Linked DNA regions of Sus scrofa: region 2 is linked to region 1. The links are chromatin contacts, called in public HiChIP or PLAC-seq maps. All regions are on one chromosome and are shown on one strand. The core of a region is the stretch at or near the end of the contact, and the rest is flanking DNA. Distances in the headings are between cores, read along the strand shown.

Region 1 (7,889 bases), core at 3,855-6,354:
TTCCTTTTCAGCCTCTTGGGGCACTGGACACGTGGTAGGGAGAGAGGTGTGGAAAGGCCTATGATGTAATGACTTCCTGCAGTTGGGCATCCAAAGAGATTAACTCCTGTGCCCCTGCTGGGCTGCAGATACCCAGCGGCTTTGTTTTTGCCAGGCCCCCATCTCTGTGATATGAGTTAGTCGGTACCAGGCAAAAGAGAGCCCTGTGCAACTGGAGGGAGATACATATCACTTCATATTATTTCTCAGTTGCTTCTATTAACAAGTTAGCTTTTTTTTTTTTTTTTTTTTTTTTTTTTTTAATTAAAGAGGTAGTTGCTTCCTCCTTCTGTCCCTTCTTTCATTGTCTTTGGGGAGTCCTGTACTTCCTGGGTTCCAGTGGGTGTATAAAGAACAGTTTGACCTTAGTGGAGAACTGAAGCACTGGAGAGGAGTTAGTATATAAAGCTAAAGGATTCAATGTATTGACTTATAATTGTTTAAAAAAAACTTACAAAGTGCCATACGATTTTTTTTTTTTAGTGGTTAGTGTTGGGAAGGGCTTGTGTAGGTACCTTAAAAGCAAAAGGTGTGCTTTGATATTTTTCCACAAATTCCACAGATCTGTCTCATCATTTAACAAATGCTGATACTATGAATCTTATATCTGATTGAACTTTACCGCTTTGCAAAGAAATGTGAGTTGTGTGATATGGGGACTATTTACAGAAAGGATGACAGTTCCATTTCAAAGCAGTGCTAATGTGATACTTTTAAAAACTGAGTTTCCAAATGGATAGCAACTGTAGTGTTAGGAAGGAGTGAATTTATGGGATCTAAGAAGATGGATGGGGGGTTTGAAATATTTTTCAAATTTCTCACATGTGAAATTTAGTCTTACATGTTTTAAATTTGGTGTAGATAACCTGTTAGTTGAAAGTTAGCCTTAACTTAGTTAAAAAGTTAACATTGAAAGCATTTTCACCTTTCGTATGATTTTTTAAGATTACAGAAGTAATTTTAGCTTTACAAGTAGCATTTCTTGTAATAAATTTATGTACACTATAGTTAAAGCTAATACCAGTTTGTAGTATTTGATTTTTTTTTAAAGGTTTATAGGAGAAGGTGGTATTATCAAAAGTAGCCTTGAATTGAGACTGGACTAATTAATTTTATTTTCCTGTAGCTTACAGGATTTGCAGTAGAGATTTTTGGGCCTCGTCGTAAACTTTGTGGTTTTATGTCTTGACTATTTTTTGGTCTCATGGTTTCTTTTTTCCTTCTCTGCTACCTCACTTCTCTTTAACATCTCATGAAATAATGTAAATTGAAACTGTCTAGCCATAATATGTTTAAAACAGGACCCAAATTTTATGAATATTTTTACTTTAAAATTTTACACCAAGTCCATTTCTGAGTATCACATGAGAATTAATCTTTGAAGACTATAGGAATATAATTTAAAGAGTTTGCAAGATGACCTTTATCAAAAGATGCAGCCATGCAGGAACTTTCAAATCTTTGAGGATTGAGAAGGCTCTTTGAAACTGGGGCTGCTTGGTTTCACATTCCAATTATGACTAATAGCCAACCTTTTTTTGGGCTTGTGGTTTAGTGGGGGTAGAAGAAGAGGGAAAAGGGAGAGGTCAGGAGCTAATTGTGACCCATTTCCATGCATCCAGGTTTTAGGAATTGATTCTGATCGTGATTAGTCATTTTGGAAGCATGCATGTGCATTTAAACCACACTACTTTCATTCTGAGTTATGCATTCAGGTTTTTAACTTCTAAAAATATCTAGGATTCAGGTTCCCCTCTCCTAGTCAGGTATGCACACGGGAATAGTATGTAGGTCTAGGCCTTACCTCTTTTGTGGCTTTTTGGGCAGTTGTATTATGAGATCTTGGAACCAGAAGTATCACCCTGAGATCATAGAACAAATTAGAAAAGAAGCCTCGGAGATCAGAATCAGGACCAGTGGTTCAAAACTCTGGTTGCATAGTAGAATTACCTGGGAGCTTGTTTTTAAAAAAACACCAGTACCCAGAGAATCTGATTTATTTGGGCTGGTGTGTGAACATTGATTGGGGGTGTTTTTTGTTTTATTTTTGAAGTTTTTCAGGTGATTATAGCAGACAGCCGAGATGAGGTTTACTAATCTAGTTAAGCCCTTTTATTTTATAGGTGAAGAACATGATTCTACAAGTTAATGATTTTTCCTAGATGGGACAGCTAGTTATTTAGTACAGAAGTAATTAGTAGCCGAGGTTTTAGAGATCTTTGTTCTGTTTCATTTTTTAGGGCTGAACCTGTGGCATATGGAAGTTCCCAGGCTAGAGGTAGAATTGCAGCAGCAACTGCTGGCCTACCCACAGTCACAGCAATGCTACATCCAGGCTATGTCTGCGACCTACACCTCAACTCATGGTAACACTGGATCCTTAACCCACTGATCGGGGCCAGGGATTGAACCCACATGCTCTTGGATACTAGTTGGGTTCATTTCTGCCCAGCCTTGATGGGAATGCGTAGAGATCTTTGTTCTTTTTTTTTTTTTTTTTTTTTTTTTTTGTCTTTTTGTCTTTTTGTCTTTTTGTCTTTTCTAGGACTGCGTGCTGCACATGGAGGTTCCCAGGCTAGGAGTCTAATCGGAGCTGTAGCCACTGGCCTATGCCAGAGCCACAGCAACGTGGGATCCAAGTTGTTACACTGCAGCTCATGGCAACGCTGGATCCTTAACCCACTGAGTTCCTGGTTGGATTCGTTAACCACCGAGCCACAACAGGAACTCCGAGATCTTTGTTCTTTATCGCACCATTTTTCTCTTTAAATTGATCCTTTCTAAGGTTATTTACTAAGTACTGAATAGTTTTAAATAACTAGAGGTTGTTTTCCTGAAAAGTGTATTTGCCTCTCAATCTAAAAACATCTTGGTTATTATTGTTTCAGCATCGAAAAGATAGACAAATATTAATGGAGGCTAAGTGAGTGCACAGTGTTTGCAAAGCTGTCTGGGGTCTATCAGGATGGGTACTAGGAACTATGAAGTGACGAAAGTGGCAGAAAAGAGCATTTTAACAAAAGGAGGAAGCTCTTGGTTACTTTAAGTTTGTCAGATGCTAACTGTGCCAGGGAGAAAGGTGATGGCTATCTCACAGGTTCCCTTACTTCAGGCGCTAAAGTAGAAATGAATGATCAGATGTGGTTAAGAGGGGAAAAGGTTACATTTCCTTTAATTCAGATTAAGCTAACTTGCACAGCACCCTTAATTGAATTGGTGGGTTCTCTTGTTTCCTCCTGTCTCAGGCAGACCTCTAGGACTCCAGGGTTTACCTGGGAAGGCCTGTTTATCACTGATTCTCCTTCACATGCCTGCACGCCTGCTTTTCCCATGAGTCAGGGCACAATTATGATAGGCAGCCCTGAGTTTCTGTAGTGAGTCCTGTAATTTCACAAATGTAAGATACCGTGTGAGGACTTTGCTGCTGTTGCAGTGGATGACTCCTCAGGAGAGTGGGTCTTCCTTTATGTGAGAATGCATCCTCTTACTGATGCTTCCCAGGGTTAAAAGAGGAAGGCCAACCTGCCACGTAATGCCTGCTAATGTCCTCACCGTCTCCTCTTTAGATGAACGCATTCAGTTGCATTTCAAGAGATTGAATGAAGAAAATATTATTTTAACTGCAACTTTGATGTTTAAAAATCGTTAAAAATTTTAAGTTTCAAGATGACAAAGTCACAGCAATTCCATGTTGGCTTCTAATTTTGCCCTCGGTCACCTTTTGGAGTAACTCACCAAAGGGCCAGTTTCGGTCGTGCCATACGAGGAATCTGTCTTCAGCCTGGCCCCGGTTGCCAGAACGCTGTTTTGTAATTTCCTTTGGCAGTGCTGTCTTTGTCGGTGATTCTCAACTAACATACTTCCTCTTTGTAGGGCAGCAGTACACTAGGGGGACTGTTTTTCTTCTTTTGCAAAGCTGTGTCATCGACCAATGAAGTGAAGAAATTGGCCCTTTTAGACTTTGATCTGTGAGCCCTGGGTAGCAGAGAGACTCTTTTAAAAAGAAGCTAAGTGTTTGTTTTGATATATTTTATTTCCTCCTTAGAAAATTCAGTGAAACTATGCAAACTTATTTTTAGGAGTTTTTAGGAGGGTTCTATTTTAAGAGAATGACACCATAGAAGAACATCTTGTAGTTAAATTTTTTAATACTCATGATTCTTACTCAATACCTGTAAGATGTTTTTATTTGGAAGATTAATGAAGAAGCCTTGCCTCACTAAAAAAATCATTTACTTGGTCTGCAGAAATTTGAGCAGGCCCATTCATCAAAGATCTTGCTGAAATGCAAAGGTGTGATTGTTTAAGCCAGTGCCTTCTAGCGAGGTACCCAACTTATCCTTTGCTGATCCGATTCCAGATTCCCTGGACTGGAGAGAATATGGAATTTATTTTGTTCTCATACCCATTCATCTTGTCTGTGGGGAACAGACTGATCCTATTTTTGGCTCCTCTTTTTTCTCCTCAACTTTTCCTGTATCACTTGTGGAGGGGCCCTTAGGGCCCCTTGGGCTTTTTGCATCTGTAGAGGGAGTGAGGGATGCCGTGTTTGTAGATGGCTTAGTGTCAGTAAATGCTACAGCTGCTGTACAGTAAGTGAGTCAAAGATTGGAAAGAGAAAACCCTTTTTAGCCATTTGCCTCTCATGCCATTTCATTCATTTGACAAATATTTATCAAAAGCATACAGCATGCAGGGTGTTCTGCCGGGCCCATGGATGCAGTGGTAGCACAGGGCAGATAAGATTCCAGTTCACAGCAGTTCATGTTCTCTTGCGGGAAGACAGAAAGTAAACTTGCAAATCTCTGCTTTGTAAACTTGTCATTAACGTCCTTTCTCTTTGCCTTTTTCCCCATCTGTACTTCTGCTCTCCTTAGTGCTTTGGCTCTCCGCAGAGTAGTTACCGGCAAATGGCAAAGTTGATGTTGAGCTCTGACTTAGAGAGCTGGTCTTTAGCTCTTTGCAGATCATTTTTAGTTTGCTTTGGAGGCACAAGACCACTGTCACATGGCTCCTGTAGTTTGGGTCTGTTTCAGTGAAGCTGGGGCCTTCCTAAGTCCACTCGGATTAGAGACAGGCCTGTGGCCCTGAACTAACCTTAAGTCACCAGTTCTGTCCTGTGGGGCCGTGGTGGACTGGCCTCTTGGGGGTGGTGGGGGGGTGGAGTCTTGGTGCAGTAGAATCATCTGCATTGCTTCTTGCCTCAAATGCAGAACCAAAAAAGTCTTAAAGATCATCTAACGACTGTATTTTACAAGTGAGGAAACTGGCCAGGAGCATGTGAGTGACTAGCTCAGAGACACACAGCTAGCAGGGGTGGAGTTAAGAGTGTGTCCGTGTGAGCCCAGGGCACTAGTGTTCTGTAATGTCTCTTGCTAACCATTGTGGTTTCACAGCTGTTCGAGTTAGTGCCTCCATTTCTGCAAATTCTTACTTCATTTTGCTGTCCTCTGCTCCCCCTCCCCCATCCTCCAGGCAGGCTGGCTGGCAGGAGGGAAGTTGTGTTTCTCATTTTGCGTTTTTCCTCAGCACTCTGAGCTCACCTTGTTAGAAAAGCCTATTCTCTCAGCCCCACCCTACGCTGCCCACCCCCTGACTCCTGCCTGTTTCTTTGTCACTTTTCTGTGGTTCCTGTATATTCTCAAGTACAGTGTGAGAGCCTGGACAGCAAGGAAGGTGTCTACCAGACAAAGGCATTTCTGATACTTGGAGTGATTTTCTTTTCTTTTCTTTTTTTTTCTTTCTTCTTCTTCTTCTTTTTTTTTTTCTTAGGGCTGCTCATGCGGCATATGGAAGTTCCCAGACTAGTGGTCGAATAGGAGCTGCAGCTGCCGGCCTACACCACAGCCACAGTAACAAGGGATCCGAGTCACATCTGCAACCTACACTACAGCTCATGGCAACACCGGATCCTTAACCCACTGAGCAAGGCCAGGGATTGAACCCAAGTCCTCATGGATACTAGTTGGGTTTGTTTCCACCAAGCCACAATGGGAACTCTTGGAGCTGCTTTTGGGATCATGTCCTCAGCGCATGAGCTTATTAGCCTTGTTCTGGGACAGCGACACTGAAAAGGTTTGACGTGAGTCAGGAGTGAGGTGATGCCTTTTGGATACTTGTAGCTATGGAGGTGGCCCAGACTCCCTAGTGTTGATATGATGTAGTATAATTATGAAATGATGTTCTGCTGTCTAAGGCGCTTCTTGCAGTGTCTTGTTTCCTAATGTAGAAGTCCCTGAAAACTTCATCAGTCTTTACCCACCACAGAAACTGAGGAAAACCTGATCTTAGGGTGACCTTTCCTTCAGAGAAAGTTGAAATCAAGTCTGTCCTCTGTGCGGGCCCCCCACTTTATGTGGCATCAATATGTCTAGAAAGAGTCATGGCATGTTCAGCCTAAAATGTATTTACCTACTTCTTAAGGGAACAGAGCTCTTGTGTAAAACTAAGTTATCTGCATTGGACGCTTAAATCCCAGATGCACTTAAAGTTTTATTTTTATGGGTTGGAAAATAGAAGTCACATATGAAGGAAGAAGAGATAGGGAGCATTCTGTGAGTTGGGCCTTTCCAGGGCCCGTCTGCAGCTCTTCTGACGTAGTCTGTCTTTTTTTTCTTTTTTTTTTTTTTTGGCCGCGCCTGTGGCATATGGAAATTCCCTGGCTAGGGATTGAACCCATGCCATAGCAGTGACTTGAGCCTGGGCAGTGACAGTGCCGAGTCCTTAACCACTAGGCCACCAGGGAATGCCCTGAGGTAGTTTGCTGAATAGGTTGTTGGGCTAGTGATTATCTTAGAGGATCCTGATTCTGATTGTATCACTACCCAGAAAGGCTCTAAACATTTTATTCTTGACCTCACAACTTTCCTTTCTCAGTATTGCAGTTTCCTTGGTTGGAAAAAGAAGTACGATAGGAAATATCCATAGAATATTGTGATGCATCCCTCTACCTGGTAAAACACAAATGTATGATCAGAGTATGTTCCAAGCTGGTTTTTTTTTCACTTGGACTTTTTTTTTTTTTTTTTTTAAGGTTTTAATCTTTGAGAAGTTTTCTCTGCAGGGTGTCAGTCACTACTTTGGGATAATATTACTAAGTGAAGTGGACTAACTTCTCTGATGGCCTGAGGGGCTTGCACTAATTTGCTACTCTAGTAATTGCTTGTGGTGAAGAAGCCAGATTATCTTACAGGGGCTCTCCATGCCTGGGTGTCCAGATGAGACAGGTGAGCCCAGAGTACTCTGTGGCACACGCGTAGGGGGCAAGGCCAAGGTAGGATGTGACCCCTATCACAGACAACCACATGCATTAGCTTTCCTCTGGAGTGAACCCATAATAAAGCCAACAGATTGCCTTTGGCAGTTTCCAGTATGTGTTTTGTAATTTCTTATTTCTTTGAAGACTTTTGAGTGTATATGTGTTGGAGAATCTACATCATATTTTTCCTTGTTTTTTAGATGTCTAGTAAAATTAATTGGCTTCTGAAAAGCCAATTTTAATAAAATTAACTTGGCTTCTGAAGCCATTGAGAATTTTCTTTAAATTTAGAGCCAGCAGAGGGAGTATATACAAGTCTTTCAGCTAATCTCAAGGTTTTCTTTCCCCCACCTACCTTAAATAATACCTTGGTTAAAAACAAAAAAGAGCTCTAATATATAGTGTTCCATGTAGGCTTATGTCATCATTTAGACAGGATAATTTGGAGGGAATGCTTGAAAACCTAAGATAACTACTTTTGTTTTAAAGGAAATTGGGCTTCTAAGACCCATGGTCCACTTCCACCCCCAAATAGTTAAATGAAAGCCTTTTAAGCTGAAAAATATTCTCCTCTGCCTTACCTCTTTTTGCC
Region 2 (7,889 bases), core at 2,612-5,111, 680 kb after region 1:
GGTGTTGTCACTTTTGTGGCTCAGGTCGCAGCTATGGCACAGGTTTGATCTCTGGCCCAGGAATATCTGTATGCCATGGATGTGGCAAAATAGAAAAGAAAAGAAATTCCCCTGTAAAAGAACACCGGGAAAGAAAGGTCTTTTCCAGTAAAGTAGATAAAGCATACTACATTAAGTTGTTCTTTTTTTCTTCAGAGAGCTCATTTTGCATAAAAGGTGATAGGAATTAAATGCCAACAGAAGCTGGCATGCTAGCTTATAAACCTAAGCAAGCTGTTTGATTTCTGTATGTTACGTATAATTTTCTCAGACTCATTTCTCTTTTCCACTGATGCCTATCATTTCATAAAAAACAATATGTTCACTTTTGTAACTCCTAGTCAAAGGAAGCTCCTAATGATTAAAAAGTTTTATGCCTAAAAAATCAGTAAAAAGCAAAGTAAACCAAAAACAACCACCTACCAGAGAAATGTTTACCTATGAAATACCTTCTTGATGGAGAATTATGAACCATAGCCATTATTTAGAAACACTCAGTTTTATTTATTAGAAGATTTCTAAATTTCAGCTTGAATAATTAAAAATCTATAATTGAATGAGCATTTCATTAAAGAGGAGTCTCTTGAGGGAGATTAAGTAGTTCATCATCTGGTATACTTAGAACAGCATGTAAAAATGAATCATAGAGCCAGGGAATTCTTTTTTTTAAGATTTTTTTTTCTATTATAGTTGATTTACAATGTTCTGTCAAAAGCCAGAGAATTGAAAAGACCCATAGAGTAGCCCTTGTCTACCTTTCTAATATTGCCAATTAACTATCCAAGCAGGTGAGCATCTGCCCTGTTTGTGAAGGTTCCAGAGGGATTCCTGTAGTTACACAATAGGCAGTGCACATACACAAACCAATTGACAAATCTACTGAGAGCCAGGATGTAATGACTGCTTAAAATTTACATATAAATGGATTCTATCCAACAACTGTTTACTTAGCACAGTTTTTATAAGAATGAATAAATGGGGGATAAAAAACTGGGAACCATTGGTTCCATAGTTTAAATGACTCATGAATGTAACAACTAAGAAAAAAAATATATGATAGCAAATGTTGATGAGAACGTGGTGGAATTGGAATGTTGTGTACTGTTGGTGGGAATATAAAACAGTGCAGCTGCTTATGTAAAACAGTATGGTGCTTCTTCAAAAAAATTAAAAAATAGATTTATCAGATGATCCAGCAATTCCACTTCGGGGTATATACCTAAAGGAAATAAAAGCATGGATTCTAAGACATATTTGTACAGGTATGTTGATAACAGCATTATTCACAGTAGCCAGAAGATGAAAGCAACCCAGGTTCTGTTGATGGGTAGACAAATATGATATCTACATGCAGTAGTATATTATTCAGCCTTAAAAAGGAAGGAAATTCAGACACGTGCTACATGAATGAAACTTAAGGAGATAATGCTAAGTGAATTAAGCCAGCACAAAAGGACAAAGATTGTATGATCCCACTTATATGAGGTGCCTAGAGTAGTCAAATTCCATGAGGCAGCAAGTAGGATGGTTGTAGGAGGGGATAGGAAGGGGAAGTAGGAAGCTATTGATCAATAACAATAACAATAGGCACAGAGTTTCAGTTTTGCAAGATGAAAAGAGTTGTGGAGATGTATGGTGGTGATGTTTGTACAACAATGTGAATGTACATAATGCCACTGAACTGTACACTTAAAAATGGCTAAGATGATAAATATTATGTATTTTTAGTCATTTAAAATGCAAGATATGATATAAAATTTTATATATTGATATAAATGATATCATATTATGAAATAAATCATATCATAAATGATTTATTTCTTAACAAATGTTTTATTCAGCCTTAAAAAGGCCAATGTTTCTTTTTTTTTAATCTTTTATTTTTATTTATTAATTTTTTTGCTTTTTAGGACTGCACCTGTGGTATATGGAGGGGTCTAATTGGAGCTGCAGCTGCTGGCCACAGCCACAGCCACAGCCACAGCCACAGCCACAGCAATGCCAGATCTGAGCCACATCTGTGAACTATACCACAGCTCACGGCAACACCGGATCCTTAACCCACTGAGCGAGGCCAGAAATTGAACCGGCAACCTCATGGTTCCTAGTGGGATTCATTTACACTGTGCCACGACAGGAACTCCAAAGGGCCAGTGTTTCTTAACTTTTTATTATTATTATTATTATTATTATTATTATTACTTCTCACACAAGGACTTTTTAGACTTTTCTTTATCACTCCCCTTCAAAGAAATGTTAATACTAGAGGTATGCCATATATCTGTTTATGTACTGTCTATATATTTGTGCTTCATACATAAAAAGAGTAAGATTTTTTTTCCCTCCAAGAACTACTTTTTACCCTTGACATTATCGCCTCTGTTGAGAATGCTTTTGTTTGGCTGTGATGACATAAGATGAGACTCCATAGAGGCAAAACCCAGGAATTCTGACTGGTATATGTTAAAAATACAAGTAGGGAACAGGAGTTCCTGTCATTGCACAGTAGAAATGAATCTGACTAGGAACCACGAGGTTGCAGATTTAATCGCTGGCCTCACTCAGTGGGTTAAGGATCCTGCATTGCTGCGAGCTATGGTGTAGGTCGCAGACGTGACTCAGATCTGGCATTGCTGTGGCTGTGGCGTAGGCCGGCAGCTGTAGCTCTGATTAGACCCCTAGCCTGGGAATCTCCATATGCCATGGGTGTGACCCTAAAAAGACAAAAGACAAAAGACAAAAAAACAAACAAACAAACAAACAAAAAGTAGGGAACATAAAATCATAGACTAAAAGAAATCTATGTGCAAATATTCCAAAATCATTCATCCCTATTTTACTTATTTTCTAAGCCCTGTGCTAAGCACTGATACAATAATGAACAAAACCAGACATGTTCCTTGTCCTAATTAAATCCAGTGAGTGAAACAAATATTGATCAATAATCTCATAATAAATGTAAAACAGTGACCTCAATAAGTATGTCAAAAGAAAGATACTTGGTGCCATAGGAGGCTAAAGGGGGTTCACTGTGAAAGTGATGATTGAGCTGATGTTGGAAGATGAAGGGGCTTTAAGTAGGCAAAGAGGGAGGAAGATATTCCATTGAGAGGGGAAAGCCTATGCATAAGGCTCAAGGGAGCATGGCCCCTAAAATAATCAAAAGAAGACATGGAAGGCTACGATACAGTGATCTAGGTAGAAAGTGATACAAAATGAAGGTAGCCTCAGGTTTCTCAACCTTGGTACTATTGTCATTTGAGGCCTGATAATTCTTCACTGTGTGGGGCTCTCTTGTGTGCTGTCAGATATTTAGAAGCATGCCTGGCCTCTACACACTAGATGCCAAGAGCACCTCCCCCCGAGTTATAACAACCAAAAATATCTCCAGACATGGCCAGTTGTCCTCTGGGGGGCAAAAATCACAGTTGATTCAAAACCACTGGTGGGAGATAGGCAGGGGCCAGACCATGTAGACTTTTTTATGGAGTTTTGCTTTGTCTGTGAGTAATGAGAAGCATTTTGGGATATTAAAAAGAAGAAGGGATGACATAATCTAAACTCCACTTCTAAAACATCCTCTTCCAGTAGTGAATACAATGGAGGGGAGAATAAGCCCAGGCCAGAGGGGATGTGGACTAATTAAGAGGCTAGACCAGTTTAGAAGCTCCTGGACTAGTCCTACTGCAGGATAATAACAGCTTGGACTAGGATGGTGGGTGGTGGAGATGCAGACAAGTGGATGGATTTGAGAGATAGAAAGTAAAATCAACAGGACCTCATGATTGATTGGACATGTAGGGTGAGGCAGAAAGAGACGTCAGGAATGATTCATGGTAGAGGAAGTGGATGGGTGGTGGTGCTATTTACTAAAATGAGGAAACTGGAGGTGGCCTAGGTTTGTGGGGGAAGATCACATAATTTGATCATGTTAACTTTGAGAGTCCTTTGAGAGGCCTAGGAACAGAGGCCAAATAGGTATTTGGATATGTGGGTCTGGATCTCTAGGAGGCCTGGATTGGAAATATGAATTGAGGAACTAATGGTCTAAAGGTGGTAATCTCATCTGTCGAAGTGTGCTGTCTCTTAAGGAAGGACTGCAGCAGGAAAAGAGGAAGTCCTAGGACTGGGGCTTGAGTGTTGTGGCCACCATTTAATGACCCGATAGAAAAGAAACGGCTAGAAAGTTGGTGAGAGCAAAGAGAATGTGGAGTCCCTGAGGCCAGAGCAGAGACTGGGTCAAGAAGCAGGGAGTGCTGAACTGTGTCAGAAGCTCCTGAGAGATTACTTAAAATGTCTAAAGAAAGCCTGCTGGATGTGAGCAAAGGTCATTGTTGGACTCAGTGAAAGTGGTTTGGGTGGCTTGGTGGAGGCAGGAGCCAGATGGGAATGAGTGAAAAGTAGGAGGTGAGGAAATGGAGGCAGTGAATACAGGTAATATCTTAGGTGGCTGGACTGTGAGGAGGAGGAGACATGGGAACCTGGGGAAGAGTGTGAGGATGTTTTAAAATAAGAGGGCTAGGAGTTCCTGTTATAGCTCAGTGGTAATGAATTCAACTAGTATCCATGAGGATGCGGGTTCCATCCCTGGCCTCGCTCAGTGGATTAAGGAACTGGCATTGCCATGAGCTGTGGGATAGGTCGCTGACATAGCTTGGATCCTACGTTGCTATGGCTGTGGTGTAGGTTGGCAGCTGTAGCTCTGATTTGACCCTAGCCTGGGAACTTCCATAAGGCCTCAGGTATGACCCTAAAAAGCCAAAAAAAAAAGAAAGAAAGAAAAGGAGGGCTATGGGGTTGAGTCACTGCAGAGGCACAGGTTTGATCCCTGTCTAGCAAAGTGGGTTAAGGATCTGATGTTGCAGCAAGAAGCATAGGTCACAGCTGCAACTTGTATTCAGTCCCTGGCCTGGGAACTTTCATGTGCCGTGGGTGTGACCAAAAATAAAAATAAGACAGCCATGAGCAAGTTTCAATGTCAGTTGAGAAATCTCTGGTTGAAATGAGTTGAATGTCTGAGAAGAGAAACTTCAGAGGGGGAGAGAGTGGCCGTAGAGGAGGGAAGTGGAATTGGCCTCTGCAGTGCAGAGGGAGCAGGAGAGCAGGAGGAGGTTTGTATGTAAGTGGAGAAGTGGAAGGGCTTCCGTCGAGAGTGAGGGAGACTGGGCACTGGGGCAGGGAGTGAGGGAGAGAATTCAGAGGCTTGAGAAGGGTAGAGAAGTTGTGAATTATGAGAATTACTATTAGAATAGCATTCTGAGAAAGCAATAGGTCCTCAGTCATCTAAAAACATAAAATTATGACTGGAATACTCAAATTACTTGTTTTAGTTTCCTAACACTTCATAATGACGTACCACAAAGTGAGCGGTTCAGAACAACTGGGAGATAAATTTATTCTCTGACAGTTCTGGAGACTCCGAGTCCAAAATCAGGGTGCCAGCAGGGCCGTGTTGTCTCTGAAGGCTCCAGGGGAAAATCCTCCTTGCCTCTTCTGGCTTCTGGTCGTTACCAGCAATCCTTGGTGTTCCTTGGTTTGTACATGCATCACTTCAGTCTCTGTCTCGGCCTGCAAGTGGCCTTCTCCTCTTTGTATCAGCCTCCAAATTTCCCTCTGAAACATCAGTCATTGGATTGGGGCCCACTTTAATCCAGTATGGCCTCGTCTTGTGTACATCTGCAAAGACTCAATTTCCAAATAAGGCCACATTCACAGGTTTCCAGTGGACATGAATTTCAGGGGGGCAATATTCAACTAAGTATGTTACTAAGATGTGAGATTGTGTTAATGCATTTTAGAAGTATTAGATTTAAAGAAAAATCTTTAACAGCTAAAGTTTATAGATCTCAAGGTCTCACTCATATGCACAGTGTCACTCCCTACAACAACTGTTGTGGTGTCTCCACTGTCCCCATGTTACAATTTAGGAAATGGAGGCTAAGAGTAGCTGAATGACTTACCCAGGGTGAGATCCTGGAAGAGCTGGGACCTGAACATGGACACTGACTTCAGAGACCACTTTAGCACTTGGCTCTATTGCTTACCTTTTTCTAGATAATCCCAGGTTAATCAGTAAAACCTTAAACAGCTAGTTATTTGTTTTAGAACTACCCATCCCTGATGACATTCCTTGTTAATATCTTTTTTCTCTACATACAGCTCTTTATCCATCCATCATGTCTACAGCTCCATGCTGACAGCCCTGATTATAGGAGCAGAAACCTGCTGTTTGGTCTATTTGAGCCAGCAAACTATAGCTCTCCCTCCTGGTAATCTGCAACCTTGACTTTCTTTCCCAGGTCCAGGGCATCCAGTTCATGGAGTTCTCAGAAGTGGAGAACCAAGATGACTACTACAGCATGGAAGCTGGTTACATCCACACCCAGGACCAGCAGGGAATCTATGTCATGTATGATGAAGCCTTGAGTGATCTGAAGGAACTAGAGACAGAACTGCTGCTTGTGGCCAGCCATTACGTTGAGAAAGAAAAAGGTCAGAAGTCAGATTTTTAAAAACCATCCAGGCAAACAAGCAAAAAAAATACAAAGGGCTTCATTTAACATTTCCCATCTCAAAATATAAATGCATATCCAGTAGTATCTTGAAAATTCTATTAGCACACATGCCTCTCCCAACACACACCACTTTCGAAAAGATAGTTTTGTTTCTAGCTCAAGTTCCTCATTTGTTGGAGACTGTGACTTGGTATAATTTTTACTGCTATTTAGACTCCACTTGTTGCCTAGCGGCATTTCTCCATCACCCATTAGGTGCAGGGCCCTGAGGGAAGCAAAGTTAGCAAGTGAAATTAACAGTTTTTTTCTGAGTGACAAAAAATAGTAATTGACCTTGGGGAAACCAGTTAGAAGCAGAGATATTCCTGAGCTTCTGACAGAAAATCACCAGGATGCACAAAGACCTGGCCAGGAAAATGCCAGACAAGCCCCAAACAAAGAAATCATTACTCAGGGTAATCAAATAACTCATATCTGTATTCTCTCTTCCTTTTGGTATCACCCAAATTTATCCAGTTTTAGAAGGTGAGGTAAGAATCATTCCTTTTGAAATAATATGGCCTGACTGGTGTTGCATTTGGAAAGAATTTAAAGAGTTTCTAGACACACTGCAATACCTGAAGGGAAATTTAGTAAGGGATTGTGCCGTTTGGTAATGTATATACAGACTTTAAATAAGTATAATTCGTGTTCATATTATTATAAAATGCTTCTCAAAAATATTTTACAATTAGGAGTTCCCGTCGTGGCTCAGTGGTTAACGAATCCGACTAGGAACCATGAGGTTGCGGGTTCGGTCCCTGCCCTTGCTCAGTGGGTTAACGATCCGGCGTTGCCGTGAGCTGTGGTGTAGGTTGCAGACAAGGCTCGGATCCCGCGTTGCTGTGGCTCTGGCGTAGGCCGGTGGCTACAGCTCCGATTCAACCCCTAGCCTGGGAACCTCCATATGCCGCGGGAGCGGCCCAAGAAATAGCAACAACAACAACAACAACAAAAGACAAAAAAAAAAAAAATTTTACAATTAACCTTTCAGATCCCATCAAGAATTAATTTAGTATTGGGTTAAACTCTTCGTTTTCTCTTGGCCGCAGACCATTTGTGATCTGAATGATGGGATGTGGTGATGGCATCCACCATTCCACGGCATTTAATTTCAGCCCTTAGCTTTCATCTTTATTGGTCGTCCAACATACTAGTGCACCATTTATGCTGATACTAATTTACAATACAATGTGACTATTTCCAGCTGCTAAGAACTTGCTTTGGGAAGTTCCTGCTATGACACAGTGGATATAAATGCATATCCAGTAGTATCTGAAAAGGATCTGGCTTTGA

What was found. HiChIP or PLAC-seq counts read pairs in DNA pulled down with a chosen protein or histone mark.
Region 2: a contact with region 1 is called in an H3K27ac HiChIP or PLAC-seq map of alveolar macrophages. The contact joins two enhancer-like sites. A contact is called at or near these places in 2 of 2 datasets of contacts at active chromatin or transcription factors (alveolar macrophages and skeletal muscle).

Annotation. Positions count from the first base shown.
Region 1 is chr1:74,631,172-74,639,060 of Sscrofa11.1, forward strand. All of the region lies in intron 1 of FOXO3 (forkhead box O3), which reads left to right. Among named protein-coding and RNA genes, the nearest start is that of FOXO3, 5.4 kb to the left of the region's middle. Within about 2 kb of position 5,105, at least 35 of the 83 cell types and tissues checked have an H3K27ac peak or open chromatin away from gene starts, as enhancers often do. A contact at or near this core is called in alveolar macrophages, where this site is marked.
Region 2 is chr1:75,317,295-75,325,183 of Sscrofa11.1, forward strand. It overlaps C1H6orf183 (putative uncharacterized protein C6orf183 homolog), which reads left to right. Exons shown (of 48, transcript XM_021090835.1): 17 at 6,339-6,531. Among named protein-coding and RNA genes, the nearest start is that of C1H6orf183, 93 kb to the left of the region's middle. Within about 2 kb of position 3,862, at least 10 of the 83 cell types and tissues checked have an H3K27ac peak or open chromatin away from gene starts, as enhancers often do. A contact at or near this core is called in alveolar macrophages, where this site is marked.